Regions from separate parts of the Ovis aries genome. Here region 2 is linked to region 1. Evidence: chromatin contacts called from public Hi-C data. All regions are on one chromosome and are shown on one strand. Each heading gives the region's core, a stretch centred on a gene start, on an enhancer-like site or on the middle of the called end of the contact. The rest is flanking DNA. Distances are from core to core; before and after follow the strand shown.

The links. A called contact is a pair of places that touch in the nucleus more often than the background predicts.
Region 2: a Hi-C map of hypothalamus shows a contact between it and region 1, with 3 times the contacts expected there. The contact joins two enhancer-like sites. A contact is called at or near these places in 4 of 16 Hi-C or Micro-C datasets (hypothalamus, muscle, omental adipose tissue and 1 more).

The regions. Positions count from the first base shown.
Region 1 is chr21:31,382,408-31,389,460 of ARS-UI_Ramb_v3.0, forward strand. It overlaps OPCML (opioid binding protein/cell adhesion molecule like), which reads left to right. Exons shown (of 8, transcript XM_042238246.2): 2 at 5,926-6,010. Among named protein-coding and RNA genes, the nearest start is that of OPCML, 530 kb to the left of the region's middle. Within about 2 kb of position 5,729, at least 3 of the 54 cell types and tissues checked have an H3K27ac peak or open chromatin away from gene starts, as enhancers often do. A contact at or near this core is called in hypothalamus, where this site is marked.
Region 2 is chr21:32,422,827-32,430,203 of ARS-UI_Ramb_v3.0, forward strand. The region is part of intron 1 of NTM (neurotrimin); the gene reads right to left. Among named protein-coding and RNA genes, the nearest start is that of NTM, 490 kb to the right of the region's middle. Within about 2 kb of position 5,610, at least 6 of the 54 cell types and tissues checked have an H3K27ac peak or open chromatin away from gene starts, as enhancers often do. A contact at or near this core is called in hypothalamus, where this site is marked.

The DNA.
Region 1 (7,053 bases), core at 4,479-6,978:
CCACATCACACACGCGCAACTTCTGAACAACTTGGAGATTTGTCTGTCCTGCTCTGTACAGTGTATCTGCCCTTAGAGCCACTTCAGAGAAAAAAAAAAAATGATGACAGGGGAATTACGTCTCTTTCTATAGATAATGAGGATGAATATTGATGGATGCCTACTGATGGCAAGGCAGGGAACCGACTGCTTTATATTCAGTATTTCATTTAACCCTCACAAGTACCGTACACAATCATTACTATCATTGCCTGTATTTACAGGCAGGGAAACTCAGGGTGATCAAAGTTAAGGGTATTATGTAAAATCACCCAGAAGTAGATTTTAGAGGTTGGATTCAGGTGTCTACATTCTGACCTACCACCCAGTAAAACAAGGGCTTTTGACTGACCTACATCACAGCTGATACGTTACAGAAGAAAAAGACTTAAACCTGCCCCTGACTCCCTGTCGGCTTCATTAAGGGTAAGTGAACAGCATTTTCTTAAAACCAAACCGATATAATTCACAGTCACACCCCCTAAGAGTCTCAGAATCTAGACAGAAGCTGAGACGTGAGCGAGCAAAGGAAATACATTGAGACAATGGGAAACCAGTGGAATCACTAAACTTTAGAATGGCGTAGGTTCTGGGGTTTAAACTGATGGGATTTATTTCTAATTTACAAACAAAGGCAGAGGGACCTCTAGATGCGGGGTGAGGGTTCCACGGATCACATACTCCCCCTACCCTACCCACACAGAGCAGATGGAGAGAGACTTTTATTACCCTTTCCCCTGTAACTGGGGCCTAACTGGGACGCCAGTGTCCTCAGGCTCCGATGTGACTTCAGCCTCTTTCCGCCTGCTGCCAGCCCACGGCTCCTTCCGACTGTCTCATACAGCGTTTTACTCACTCTTTCAACTTCTGCCTCCCTAAACCTATTTCTTCTGGATTCATCCCCATCACCAGACATTGTACCACTTCAGACTCAACCCCCACCTTTTTATTTCCTCAGCCTTAACATCTAGACTCTCAGGGAGCCTTGGGCACGGTGCTTCCCCAGCACGCTCCTTACCTTTCCCTGTTTCTCCATCACCCTGTTCACCACGGTCACCAACATCATCTCTTCCCTCTTCTACTCCTGATTCCACTTCGTGTCCTTGAAACCCCTTCTCTTCATGACAAAGGGATATCTTAGAGGTCATTAGATCATGTCACCTCCTTGCGTTAAGTTCTCTGAAGCTATTAAACTGCACTGGGTCCAACTTGCATTTCCTATTACAAATCACCCTAAATATCTAGATGTCTGTAAGACCTGAATCAAAGCTTAGGTTGGCCCATGGGCCAATTAAATCCTCTTATTTGTATTTTTTTTTTAACATGCCCCAAGTTGTCATCACAGGAAAGTGAGAATTTTGCTATATAATCATAATTTATGATTACGAAGTGCTTCCATGGTGCCAAGTCCTTAGGCAATTGTCTCATTAATTGTCACCCTGTATTAATCATGTTTTGAGTTTTTTTTTTAAATTCTGTATTTTATGATGCTTTGACATCTTGGAGGCTTTCTAATCCTGGACTCTCCAGGGCTAGCTATTTCTAGAGATAGCAGATGACTAGCCTTCAACCTGCCATTCATATGCAAACCAATCCATGAAGAGCCCACAACCCTAACCACTTTCTCGACCCAACTGTCACCAAGCCAGTGCTTCCCCTGCCCTGAGTCACCCCAGGGCCAGGTACTGGACAACTAGAGGATACAGGGAGAGTCTGAGGCTGTCACAGTTATTCAAACAATCCAACCCTATATTCGACTGAGCTCGCCTACCCTGCCTCGTCCATTCCTTCACCTGGAAACTACCATAAAGCCTCTGGATCCGACCTTCTCCTTGTTCTTTCTGCTTCCTGGTGCTTCCCCAAGCAACCTTGCATGGTGCGGCATGCCTCCTTCTCTGGGGAACACCAAGGGATAAACTCCTTTCTTTCAAGGCAGTGTTTTCCATGTCTGCCACCTTAACCGACCTACCTTCCAACCTCATCTTGGGGACGTTTCACAATACCCCCAAATCCTATGAAATAGGCGGGACAGGCATTATTAGATACCAGTCACACAGCAAAAGGGTCGAGGAGGCAGTGTCTGAATGGATGATCCAACTGCAGAACCATTGTGCTGAGTTCTCTAGTCCATCCTCATTTTATGTGTCTTCATGTATGTCATCATATATCCAAGCAAGGCATAGCTGCTAGGGGCTCCCTACCATGGTGCCAAGTCAAGCATTTCATAGAAATCTGCTGATATAAACTATAAAGGAGCTCACCCCCTTTCCCCTTTCCCATTTCAGTCTGGGTTGGCCTTCTAATATCTCAAAGGATATACCGGTCACTAGCAATTATGCATTGGAGAAGGAAATGGCAACCCACTCCAGTGTTCTTGCCTGGAGAATCCCAGGGACAGGGGAGCCTGGTGGGCTGCTGTCTCTGGGGTCGCACAGAGTCGGACACGACTGAAGCGACTTAGCAGCAGCAGCAGCAGCAGCAGCAGCAGCAGCAGCAGTGCTTTACAGATGAATGAATCGCCCCCACCAAACTGTAGACAGGCGTAGATTCACACAAAAATCAAATCCCTGCCGTTATTTCTCTGATTCACTAGCTCTTAAGTTCAATCCACTTATTCACCCACAAATACTGAACTAGCTAGAAAGCCGACTCACTGAAGAGAAAGATGATGGCCCCATTCTCTAGGACTCCAGATATCTAGAGCTGGGGGGAGTCAGCCCTGCAAAAATAAAAAAAGTTGACCATCTCCCCAAGGGTAGGATGTTCACGTGTTATGAATATACAATGTCTTGCTTCATCTTATCTCTGCCTCTCTTCTTGCCCCACCTGTTTTCCTCACACCTGGAATCTCATGTTCTTTTCTGCTTTCTTTTCCAACAACTCCTTTCATCTCAAGCAGTCCTACATGGGCTGATTCAGCCTTTGGGAACACAGCCCAGCTGCACCTCCTGAGAAGCGCTAGAACCGGCAGTGGTGTGAGTCGGTCATCCATGTGCCCAGCAACCAAGTGGAGGGATCTGCGTGACTTGTGTGGCAGCCTGACCCATCCTGACGGCTCACACCCTCGGTATTCAAGAGACAAACTCTGTAATTGAAGAAAATTGTAAGCCCAGCCCCAGTTCTCCCCTTTGCATGACTGAAGTCCTTCCAGGACATTGACCGTGGACAAGAACATCTCGGAATTTAGAGGGTTATGTGCAATGTGTATACAGAAAATGCAGCTACACTCAGGTCTTAAGGAAAGGTGTGTGTCATTAAAACTGGTGGGTGATCCCAGAATACGTTATTAGGCTGCTCTCTGAGGCCTTCTCTCTCCTCCTAGCATATATTACCCCTCCCGGCATGGAGAACCATACTACTCATCTGCATTGTTAATACCTGCTTTCCGGGAAGGAACTCCAGGTACTTTCACTCTATTAAAACTTACACAACACAGGTGGCATAACTAGCAACAAGTATTCTTTCTTCCTGAGGTCCCATGCTCTAATTAAAAACTTTAGACCTGGGATATGTGTAGTTATCTTTTTGCAGGGGGTGGAGGATGGACAGCATTTATTTATATTGTATATTCATCACAGTACAGTATATAGTTGTTTAATCGCTAAGTCGTGCTGACTCTTTGGGACCCCATGGACTGTAGCCCATCAGGCTCCTCTGTCCATGAGATTCTCCAGGCAAGAATACTGGAGTGGATAGCCATTCCCTTTTCCAGGGGATCTTCCGGACCCAGGGATTGAACCCATGTCTCCTGCATTGGCAGGCGGATTCTTTACCACTGAGCCACCAGGGAAGCCCACAGCCTATTGTAGCATAGTATCTGCGTCCAGTCCTTTATAACTGAGAGCAGCTAGCATGTTTATGTGCCCTTCAGCAACGAACACACCCCATGGCAAGACTTTACAGCTTATTTCTGAATTACGTTTCATTGGAACAGTTGTTCAGAGCCCAGGCTAATATTGCAAAGGATTTGAGTACCAATACAGTAAAGCAAAATGTACCTAGCAACCATTCAATTATGATTAGGATACAAGGGCAGGAGCCACACAATAAGGTGCGGAGAAAGAAATCCTCTCAACAGGCCCAAGGAAAGCCTTCAGCTCTTGACCAGAAGAAATGCGTTGGCACTCCAAACTGACAGACTGGGTTCTAAGAATGCCCTAACCACCAGTTCCTCTCCAGGTGCATGGTGCTTCCACTTCATGTTGTGACCATAAAGCAACAGACAGATTTTGTAAAAGTCAGTCAATACTTTTCAGGAGCTCACCCCCTTTCCCAGCTCTTGTATGCTTACAATGAGAGCCTTGGGTAGTAACGTGGAGTAGGATGGAGACGATTTAGCAGGTGATGCGGTAGGGAGACATTCAGATTTGCCATTTGGAGAGAGAGAGAGCAAGCCTAGGGCCAGGAGTATTTCCAAGGTGGGTCACCGGAGCAGAAAGCGCTCCACCATCTCGCCAGAGCCCAGGCAAGCTCTGTCTGGGATGGGACTGTAGCTCGGCCACGTGGAGTGGGGACGGCAGAGCTGCGGACGCCTCGCACCGCGCGCATTGAGTCGGCATTCTGGCGCGGGAAACCTAGTTGAGCTCTTCAGGGCGGGGTTTGGCAACTTCTGCCTTGGCATCCGGCATCCGGGGAGGGAAGGTGCGAGTCAGTTTCCAATTTGCTGCGGTCCCCGAGCTCCCTCTCCCGCCCTTCCCTCCCGCCAGCACGTAGGGAAGCCGCCGAAAGGGGCGCAGCGTTCCCGGGCAGCCGCGGTGTCGCGGGAGAGAGGAGCCGGGGAGGTGGCAGGCCGGCCCGCGCTGCTCCTGGCGCGAGTGGGCGGCGCGGCGGGGGTTAAGGTGGGAGCCCGCGCCCCGCGCCCGCCGGGATGCGCGCGGTCCGCCCGCTCGCTCGGCGCCGGCACCGCGGAGAGCGGCGGTCAGTGATGGAGCTGCTGCCATGACAACCCCTGCGGTCGGGGCCCGCGCGCGTCGGGGCTGCTCCCGGGAGGCCGGCGGCGCGGAGGCCGGGGGCGGCCGCTGAGCGTGGCGTCCGCGCGTCCCCGCGCCCCGCGCCGCGTCCCCGGAGAGGCGGGCGCGCCGTCTGCCCGCTCCCCGTGCGCCCCGAGCCTGCGCCGCGGGCGCTCCGCGGGCCGGGCCGGCCGCCAGTCGCCGCCCGGGCTGCGGCGAGGACGCCAGGCACCCGCCGCTCCGGAGGATCGCTGGACTTGGCCGCGGCTGCGGGTCCCCGCGGTGGAACTTTTTACCGCCTTGGCGTTCCAGATCGGAGACTCGGGCTGGTTTCTAAATACATCTGTACATATGTGTGATCTAATAAAACATTCTCTCCTCTCCTTGAAGCGGCAGCTTTTTATGACATCTCCTTTATGTCAGAGACACTTGCCTGCCTTCTTTGGGTTATAAACTTTTGATGCCAGACCTCGGCAGGACGTGCCCAACTGAATGTTAAAGTAGCATCTCGAAGAGAGGCAGAGAAAGAACAACCGTGACCTTCATCCCGCACCTTCCTCCTTTCTCTCCCTTCCCGGCCGCCTCCCTCCTCCCCAGGGGAGCATCGAGAAAGCGTTTTGGATGCAGGAGGGGGCATCTGGTTGTGCCAGGCTGGAAAGCTGAGGCAGGATCTGAGGAAGAATCAGTAGACTCCGGAGAGCCTGGACTCCGCTTCTCCTTACCCCCCTCTCCGCTTCTGGCTGGTTCCAGCCCCTGCCTCCCTCCCCGCGCGGCTGCCCGAGACCCGCCGGCGTGCGGGGCGGGGGACGAGGACCGAGCCGCCGCCGGAGTTCTGGGAAGTTGTGGCTGTCGAGGATGGGGGTCTGTGGGTCCCTCTTCCTGCCCTGGAAGTGCCTCGTGGTCGTGTCTCTCAGGCTGCTGTTCCTTGTACCCACAGGAGTGCCCGTGCGCAGCGGAGATGCCACCTTCCCCAAGGCGATGGACAACGTGACGGTCCGGCAGGGGGAGAGCGCCACCCTCAGGTAGGGAGCTGAACTTCGGCGGGGGACTGAGCCCCTCGGATGGGATTCGGTGGGAACCGGCGAGAGAGAGAGGACCGGAGACCTGCGTGGGGGACGAGCGTGGGAGAGGGCTTTTGCAGGCCCAAGAGGTGCCCACTTGGCGTTCTGTGGCAGCTGGGACCCGTTCTCCTGGACAGCTTGGTCATTCGCTGTGCCTTCTCAGGCCCCGGGTTTTCGGAGCGAGTCCTGAGGCTTGGGACTGCTTGTATCCATGAGGCTGTGGCTAGGCTTGGCACTGCGACGCGAGCCCTGGCATTGAAATACTGGGGTCTGAGCTTGGGAGCACTGGTGCCCTGGGGGCTGTCTCACAGTCGGGAAGGTATGTGATGAGGCACGGTGGTCCAGAGAGGGCTGGTTGGCCTCTACCAGCGGGATACCTGAAATTTCCGGCTCTGGAATTGCCAGCTGCTGGGCCCGGGCCCTTTATGGGTCCGCAGCCATCCATGCCAACCCCGTGTGCTGCTCCTGGGGCCCCGGTTGTAAATTATGAGGGCAGTTTTATCTTTGCAGGCTCGGCACCGGGAGAGGAAACATGTTTCTTTTATGCAACGACAACACTCCTGTGTGAAAAGCACAATAGGAAAGCTTTTTGTTTTACCTTAATGAGTTACAGAGAAGCACTTACGGGCTCCAGGCAAAGGGGTGGAGATTCTTGGAATATGAACCTTTAGGGACCCGGCCTGCTGCAGCAGAGACTTTAATAAAAATGCAGCCACCACTTTCCACCAGCTCAGCAGATATCATCTTTTATCCCTTTAATGAGGCAGTTCTGGTCCTCGGAGACAGATTCAGGGACGTCCCAGCTTAACTCTGCTCATAGTGTGCATGGGGTGAATGCATTTGCCCTGCCTGTGACTTTGATGGTTACGGTGGAAATAAAACATCGTGCCCCAGATTCTGCAGCCGAGAAGGCTGGCAGCTTCAAGGAACGCGTGAGGGCGGGGCTCCCTTCCTGCTCGGCCCTCGACTTCCTTGGTATCCCTCTCAGCCCAGAGGAGCCTCTC
Region 2 (7,377 bases), core at 4,360-6,859, 1.0 Mb after region 1:
TAATACTTAGTGATGTTCATTTAATGGAGAACAACTTACTATTATTTTACTGCTGATGCTCTCCTTTTTGCTTTTAATAATGGTAACTAGAAAACTAAATGTCATGATGAAAACAAATCAGCTCAAAAGAAATCCCTGAACCTCAGGATGAAAAACATGACTCTCCAAGCATGCCACCTGCCACAGGTTCACGGCCCCTGTTCTATGTCTTGCTGGACTGTCAGTCAAAGTGATTGACATCATTTGTGCAGAAGGAGAGGCGATGGACCACATCCTCCCCAACCTATATAAACCTTGGAGCCTGAGTGAGACCAAGAAGGCCTTTATCTCTTAATTATTTCCCCACTGAACCACCAAGACATCATGCTAAGCACTCTGTTACAGTTTTGAGTGCCACTGCTGCCCACTTTAAATCTGACCCAACACCCAAGCATAATTCATTAATAAGATCTTCATGGTCCCGGATTTCAATAGAGCCACTATCCACTGATGGGAGAATAAATATCACCAGGCTGGATATGTTCTGAAAAACTCAATTGTATCTGTGCTCATTATATGCATCACCCCATCCTTCCAATGACATCTGTTCACAGGCCCATAGATAGACCAACTTTACTGAGTTATTTTCAAATTTATAAAAATTTGATAAAGCAAACCAGAACACAGTGAGTGGCCATTTGATAATACAAATAGGATGGCTGTTGTGAAAAGGAGGAATGAGAGGCATAGATCTTGGCGGAACCAGCCAATACATGAGACAGTCACTCCAGGTGATCAAGACGGGCAGAAAGATGGAAGAAGGACACCGAGAAATTGACAAATATGGTCATTCCTAAGTGTGTTGCTATCTATCTGTGCTTTTTATAAACTTTCTGAATCCTTCCACCCAAAGCCGGATCCTGTGGAGCCCCGGGAAAATTTAAAAGAGGACTTCCTCAGAACTAATCCAAGGCTGGCCAAAGTGCCTGAGCTCCGTGTCCTCACCTGTTGGAGAATGATTTGCACCAGATCTGCTGAATCTACTCTGCTTTTGCTGAAGGGGGTCTGGGATTTGGCAGAGGGGTGCCCAGCGGGGGAAAGCTTTGGTAATAAGAAGTCCTAGGTGCACTAGCCCACAGTCCAGTGGCACAGAAGACTGAATGAAGCTCGTGAACGTGCCAAGGGAATTCTAGGGATGTGCACAGCCTGTGTTCACAAGGAGACTTGAAATCCCTTAAAGGCACTAACAGGTTTTCCCAGTTTTAGGACTGAAATTGGCTGAGCCACTTCATTTTTAATTGGGAGAAATTGCAGAAGCTTCAGGGAAACAAGGGGAGGAAGAAGACAAGGTACATGATGAGAAAGGAAGGGCCTAGGAGACGGAGAGTTGAAAGCACAAAGGAAGAGAGAGGAAAAAGCCTCCCCTGAGAAGCCAGGGCAGGACGCCACACGGGACAAAACCAGTGTGGGCTGAGATCCCGAGGAGGAATAGACCAAGGAGGCCAAGTTGTCACTCTCTTACTTACTCCTTAGATTAATTGCAAGAAAACAAGCCCACAGATGCCAAGGATTTGTGTTGAAAAACTCTGTATGTCAGGCTATACAAATCAATTAATAAACATACAAGGGGCAACAAAGCATAAGCTATATTTCATAGCTAGTAGCTATAGTTTTAGCATCAAAGTATAAAAGCCCATTATAATGCTATCCAGTCCTGCTGCGTCTGCCTGCCTACAATACCTCCCCATTCTCAGAAGTCACTCATTGCCTCAGTAGCTTTATTTATTTACTCTTGATTTATATTCCACCTACCTAGAAAAAAGGGTCTGAGACAGCTTGTGATGTTAAAATATATGGAAAGCGGAAAAGCTAAAAATGAAAACAGGAACACTAACCCGTCAAAATGAACAAGGGAGGAAACGCAAGCAGCACCACCTGGTCTGGGCGAACGAGAGCGAGTGAACTTCAAACGGAGCTGCCGAGCCGGAGGAGAACACGTATGTTGGCTTGAATGTCCTCCGTGATGGAGACAGGAGGAAATCAGCTCACGTGGTCACACAGACTCTTGCTGGGCACCTTTTGGCATGTGCAGCAACAGATAAGAAACTGACTCTATTTTAGCTACAGATAAAGAGCATTTATAGCCGTCCCTTCTGATGGCCTTTCTTATGTCTGCTCCCTGTAGATGGCAGCTTGCAGGTCCTCTGTTGAGCAGGGTCAGGTTCTTAAGTAGCCCCCATCACAGCACCTTCTACCAGGTCCAGCATGGTGGTTCTGAAACAGGGATACTTCTAAACCACAGATCTGAGTTCCCAGCAAACATTATGATGGAATGGGATTCAGTGGAGGGGCAGAGCTCAAAGGTATCTCTATAAATACAATGTTATGTGGCAGCCTGGATGGAAGGGGAGTTTGGGGGAGAATGGATACAAGTCTATGTATGGCTGAGTCCCTTTGCTGTCCACCTGAAACTATCACACTGTTGTTAATTGGCTATATTCCAATATAAAATAAAAAATTTAAATATATATAGGTATAGATAGATACACAGCAGTACCCACAGGTCATTTCTGATGCTCATACCTATACTCCAGGTTGAAAGGGTTTTATTTCAATCATTTTCTCTCTGAGAATCAGCTTCTAAATTTTGCAAGTTGGTGTCTTTCTATCAGCATGTTCTCACCTTGAAAGTTCAAGGGAACTAGAAGGCCTTGAACCTTGGAAATGGTAATGTGCCTCGTACCCCATGGGGAGGGGAGACTGAGGTCCTGCTCAAAGCTACAAAGGGATACAGCTTAAAGAGAAGCCCCACCGGCTCGCAGCCTGGTGTCAGATCCTGGGCTAAGTTCCAGAGACACACCAACCAGGACAGGTGCGTCCACCAACGAAGTGAGGACTTTGGAACTTCTACTCAAAGGGAAGAAGCTGACACTCAGAGAATACCTAGTCTTCACCAGACACCACTGCCAGGCATTCCACACCGAGAACTTCAGCTCATGTGCTTTTTTTTTTTTTTTTTTTGAAATAGCATCATTATCCTGTTTTACTATTAAAAAGAAAAAAAAAAAAACCCACACACAGGCTCAGAAGAGCTAAAATAACCTCAAGATCACACAAGCATTGGTAAAACCAGGATTCAACTCAGCTCCATTTACACCCAAAGCCCACCTGCTCCCTTTCTGCTGTTTTTCACTGAGGAAATACTTCCCCTTCTCTGGGTTGCGCCTTCACCAGAGCTCAGCAGCATGGACTTGTTAAAGGCCAAGTCTCTGTAGTCAGAATTCCCGGGCTCATGTCTTAGCCTCACCTCTTGAAGGCTGCAGACCTTTAGGCAAGTTACTTTCACTTTTCATGTCTCAGTTCTTCCATCTTGTGTGATTGGCATCTCTCCTGCAGAGTGATGCTAGTGGTCAAGAACCTAGAGACGTAAGAGACACAGGTTTACCCTGGCTCGGGAAGAGCCCCTAGAGGAGGCTCGGCAACTCAGTCCAGTATTCCTGCCAGAGAATCCCATGGACAGAGGAGTCTGTTGGGCCACAGTCCGTGGGGTCACAAAGAGTCAGACATGACTGAAGCAACTTAGCACCCACACACACTGCAGAGAAGTGGCCTAAATCAAATGTGATGACTTCCACACAGCACATAGTAATCAGCAAATGCCAGCCGATCTAGACCTCTAGCAAGGATGAAGACCCTTGGGTTTAGGGAAGATGGATTAAGCAACTGGCAGTGCTCACGTTGTAGTGATGGCTCCCACCTGGATGACCGAGGCAAGGCCTTGGAGTTAGCCCTGTTCCCAACAGGAATTCCGAGCACTATCTTGGGTGAGGAGGACGGGGACAGGAGAGAAAGGATGTGACGATGGCAGCTGACTTGAGATCCACAATTAAGTCTTCTAAATTATCACTGAAGTTTCCTTCTGTGTCTAAAAGTCTATATAATCTTACTAAGAATAAAATAAAATGAGAACATAAATTTTTAGAAATAGCATTTGGAAGCCTGAAAGCTGGCATCGACTAAGCCATCTGAAATAATGTTAAATTTTATTTGGCTTAAAAGAGGAGCAAGGAAAGGATGGGCCAGCTTCTCGGGGAGGCTCAGGAGCATTAACAGATGTCAGAGGCTGCAGAGCTTCTTGGGTCCTGGTTTATGTCCACAGCCCCTGGAAGGGGAAGAGAAAAACGGTCAAGCTAGGAAGGGTAGGAAGAGTCCTGTTAGAATGACACAGGGAGGCATGCGCTTGGAAGGGACTGTCTTTCTCTGAAACAACGGTGCTCCCATGAGCTGGAGGAGAGGAGAGGAGAGTGGGCGAGAGTTTGAGCCAAGAGATGAGACCCCCTCCCTCCCTCAGCTGCCCCTGATGGGCGAGGGCGGACAGGGAAGACTTGTCAGTCCCGAGGGGACAAGACAAAGGGGTTACAAATCAAATGACTGAGCCCATCACTGCCCCCAGTTAGGAGCTGAGGAAACTGAAGGCAGAAGGGAAGTGTCAGTGGAAAAAGACGAGGGTCTCTTGTCTCTTGTTTCTGGCCTGGGGGAAAGATCGCCATCAACATCCTCACATTGAAGCTTAGCTAAGGAAAAAGCAAATAGAGGTAAACGTTTGTGTTAATCTACCCAAGGGCTCTACTGAGTTCCCAGGTAGAATAGTGGTGGGAACAGGAAGTGAGTCGCCTTCATGGTCGGGGGTGAGCTCTGCAAGGAACCGCAGGCAGTGTGTGAAAGAGGGGGCAGGTTACAGGGCAGGGCGCCCAGAGAGGTCCGAGCTGGGAGTGGATGCTGCGAGATCAGGTCAGCGGGGTGCTTCATGGAGCAGGCGGCTCATGAAGGGGGAGATTTGAAGGGAGTGAGGCATCTGGAAATGGAACAGAAGAAGGACGAATTTAAACACACACACAGTTGATGATGGAGAGAGAGGCTGCCAGAGCTCAGTGCGGGGGAGGGAAGGGAAGAGGCTCGGGCTGGCTCTGGAAGGAGCAGGTGATGGGGTGGCAGGAGGGGAAGCTGTGTCATCTCCAGGCTGAGGCGGGCTGGCAGTGGAGACGGCTGAGACGCCGGGGCCACAGATACAATCGCAGAGTTGCGCTTAGGGAAGATTAACCTCCTGGCAGTGGGCAAGATGAGGTGGGAGTCAGAGAGACTGTGGGCAGAGATCCCAAGGAGAGAAGTAGGTGAGGTCCCCCTGGGAAGAAGTGAAGGGCTTTCCCGGAGGGGAGGGATGAGGAGATGGGCAAGATGCTTTGATAAAACCTGGCAGAGAGGACTAGAGGGAAAGGGTGGGAGAGAGGTAATGCAGCCCCACAACCTCCCCAGTGAAACCACAGGCACCCCACACTCCCGGCTGCTCCCAGACTGTAAGGTTCTCACTCTGATGGGTCCGGAGGGCCAGTGAGGAGGGAACAAAAGGAGGTCCCTTAGCGCAGGCGCTTAAATCAGCGTTAAAGCACACAGGCTCCTTCATGGAGAAACAGAGCTGCTAGGTCTGTTCAAGGTTTCCTCAGGCTCCATGCTCTCCATGCAGGTGGGGTGTGATGTCCCTTAATCCCTGTGTTCAACGCTCTCTTCCCCTCTAGGTCTCTAGCAATCCAGGCGTCGCCTCCTTCAAACTTGTACCTACAGCACCATCTGCTGGTGTGGGATCCTGCGGCATCTGGGCTTGTGCTAAATCTTCCTTCTGTGCCCTCAACACGCCCTCACCCGCCATACCTATTCCCTGCCCATCTCACCCACCCACCCACGCACACACATATACCCAAACGCACAGAGCACACATATGCACACACAGACACACAGATGCACCTACAGAGATGCACACACAGAACAGATATAGATGCAGACACTAGTGTGTGCATACACACACACGCGGCCGGCTCTTTCTCTCTTCGACACCCCGGCCTCCGTACATGCACCTCCTGCCCGCCTGGCCTCCTGCGCTTGCTTCCGCTCTGCGCTCCCCAGCCCCCGAGCTCTGCTCTCTGGCAGGACCGGGAACTGAAGCTGAGCCTTGCTTTCCCAGCCCTGCTGCAAAGTGGAACCGGCAGACGGGTAGGACGGCAGGATTTGAGAGGACAACCAGCTGGGCGTCTGAGAAGTTAATCTGCTGGTTAATTTGCTGCAGACTGCTAACTGTTCCTGTGATTCCCTCCGACCCTCGGCTCCCCCATCCCAGGGACCTGGGAGGAGAGAGGCTGGCCCTTCTTCCCGCCCACCAGTGTCCTGCTCTCTGTCTTGGCATCTGCACACACCATGCCCTGCTCATTCCAGAAGATTCCGGAAGACAACCTGGCTCCTCCACACGCATTTCCTATTAACCCACTTTCCCAAAGACATTGGTTTGTCTAAAGGATCCCAAGTTCAGATGGATTTTATTTCTAAACCAGAAAAATCATGGCACTAATGAAAATAACTGCCTTTTAAGAAAATGCCACTCCCTGCCACATCTCTTAATAGCTGCCTCTTGGCAGCAGCCTAAATGATGAGTCCACCAACCTGCTTAAAATGTATGGGAGGTTCTTTCAAAAGTAATCCAAGGGTCATTTCTGACTGCAGATGTGAAATCTTTTGTCAGTGGTCGCCGGTCCCATGCAGGGCACAGGTATTTGTAGTCCACACAGATTTGTGTGTGTGTGTTTGGGGGAGAACACACATACACACACTGAGTTCATGCAAGGTAGGTTCTTGGTTCTGAACATTCATTCCTCTGGGCTTTGGGGATCCATGGAGAATAGGTGCCCTGTACCTGCAGACAGGTGGGTCCAGGTCTCTGATGCTCTGCTCCCTGGGTTAGTATCAGCCTCCGGGTCCCCAGCATCCCCATCCCCCACTGAGAAGCAGACCCCACCCACCCATCGCAATGTCACGACTCACTTGCCTGGCAGTTCCCAAGTCCCAGCCACAGTCTATTGATGATGCTGAGGATCACTGGCCCTCACCTCCAAAAGGCATTCATATTTTGGTTCTGTGTTGCTTTTGCCCAGCTAAATTTGGGACAAGACTGGAGAGAATAAAAGGATGAAAAGACAGATGTGTGTGTGTGTGTGTGTGTGTGTGTGTGTGTGTGTATGCATGCGCATGCTTGTAGAAACAGGGAGAGTGGAGGAGGCAGCTAGCTCTCTAGGCCGGGCCAAGCAGGTGGGTATGAGTATTCTCAGGCTCTGCTGGCATCATTCTCAATTGTTTGTTTTAAACAGCTCTCAAATGCAGAGCCGGAGGAACGAGTCAGGCTAGTTGAACAAATAAGGGACTATCTCTGGAAGAGCTCAGGTTGCTAACTGATCAGCTAGTCTATATGAACATAACATATTTTGGGTTTTCCTGAGTGGCTGTCTTCAGAGGCACGTTCCTAGCTGGTAAGCCATGTAATCCACGTCTTTGTCCAGTGTGACACAGGAAAACCTG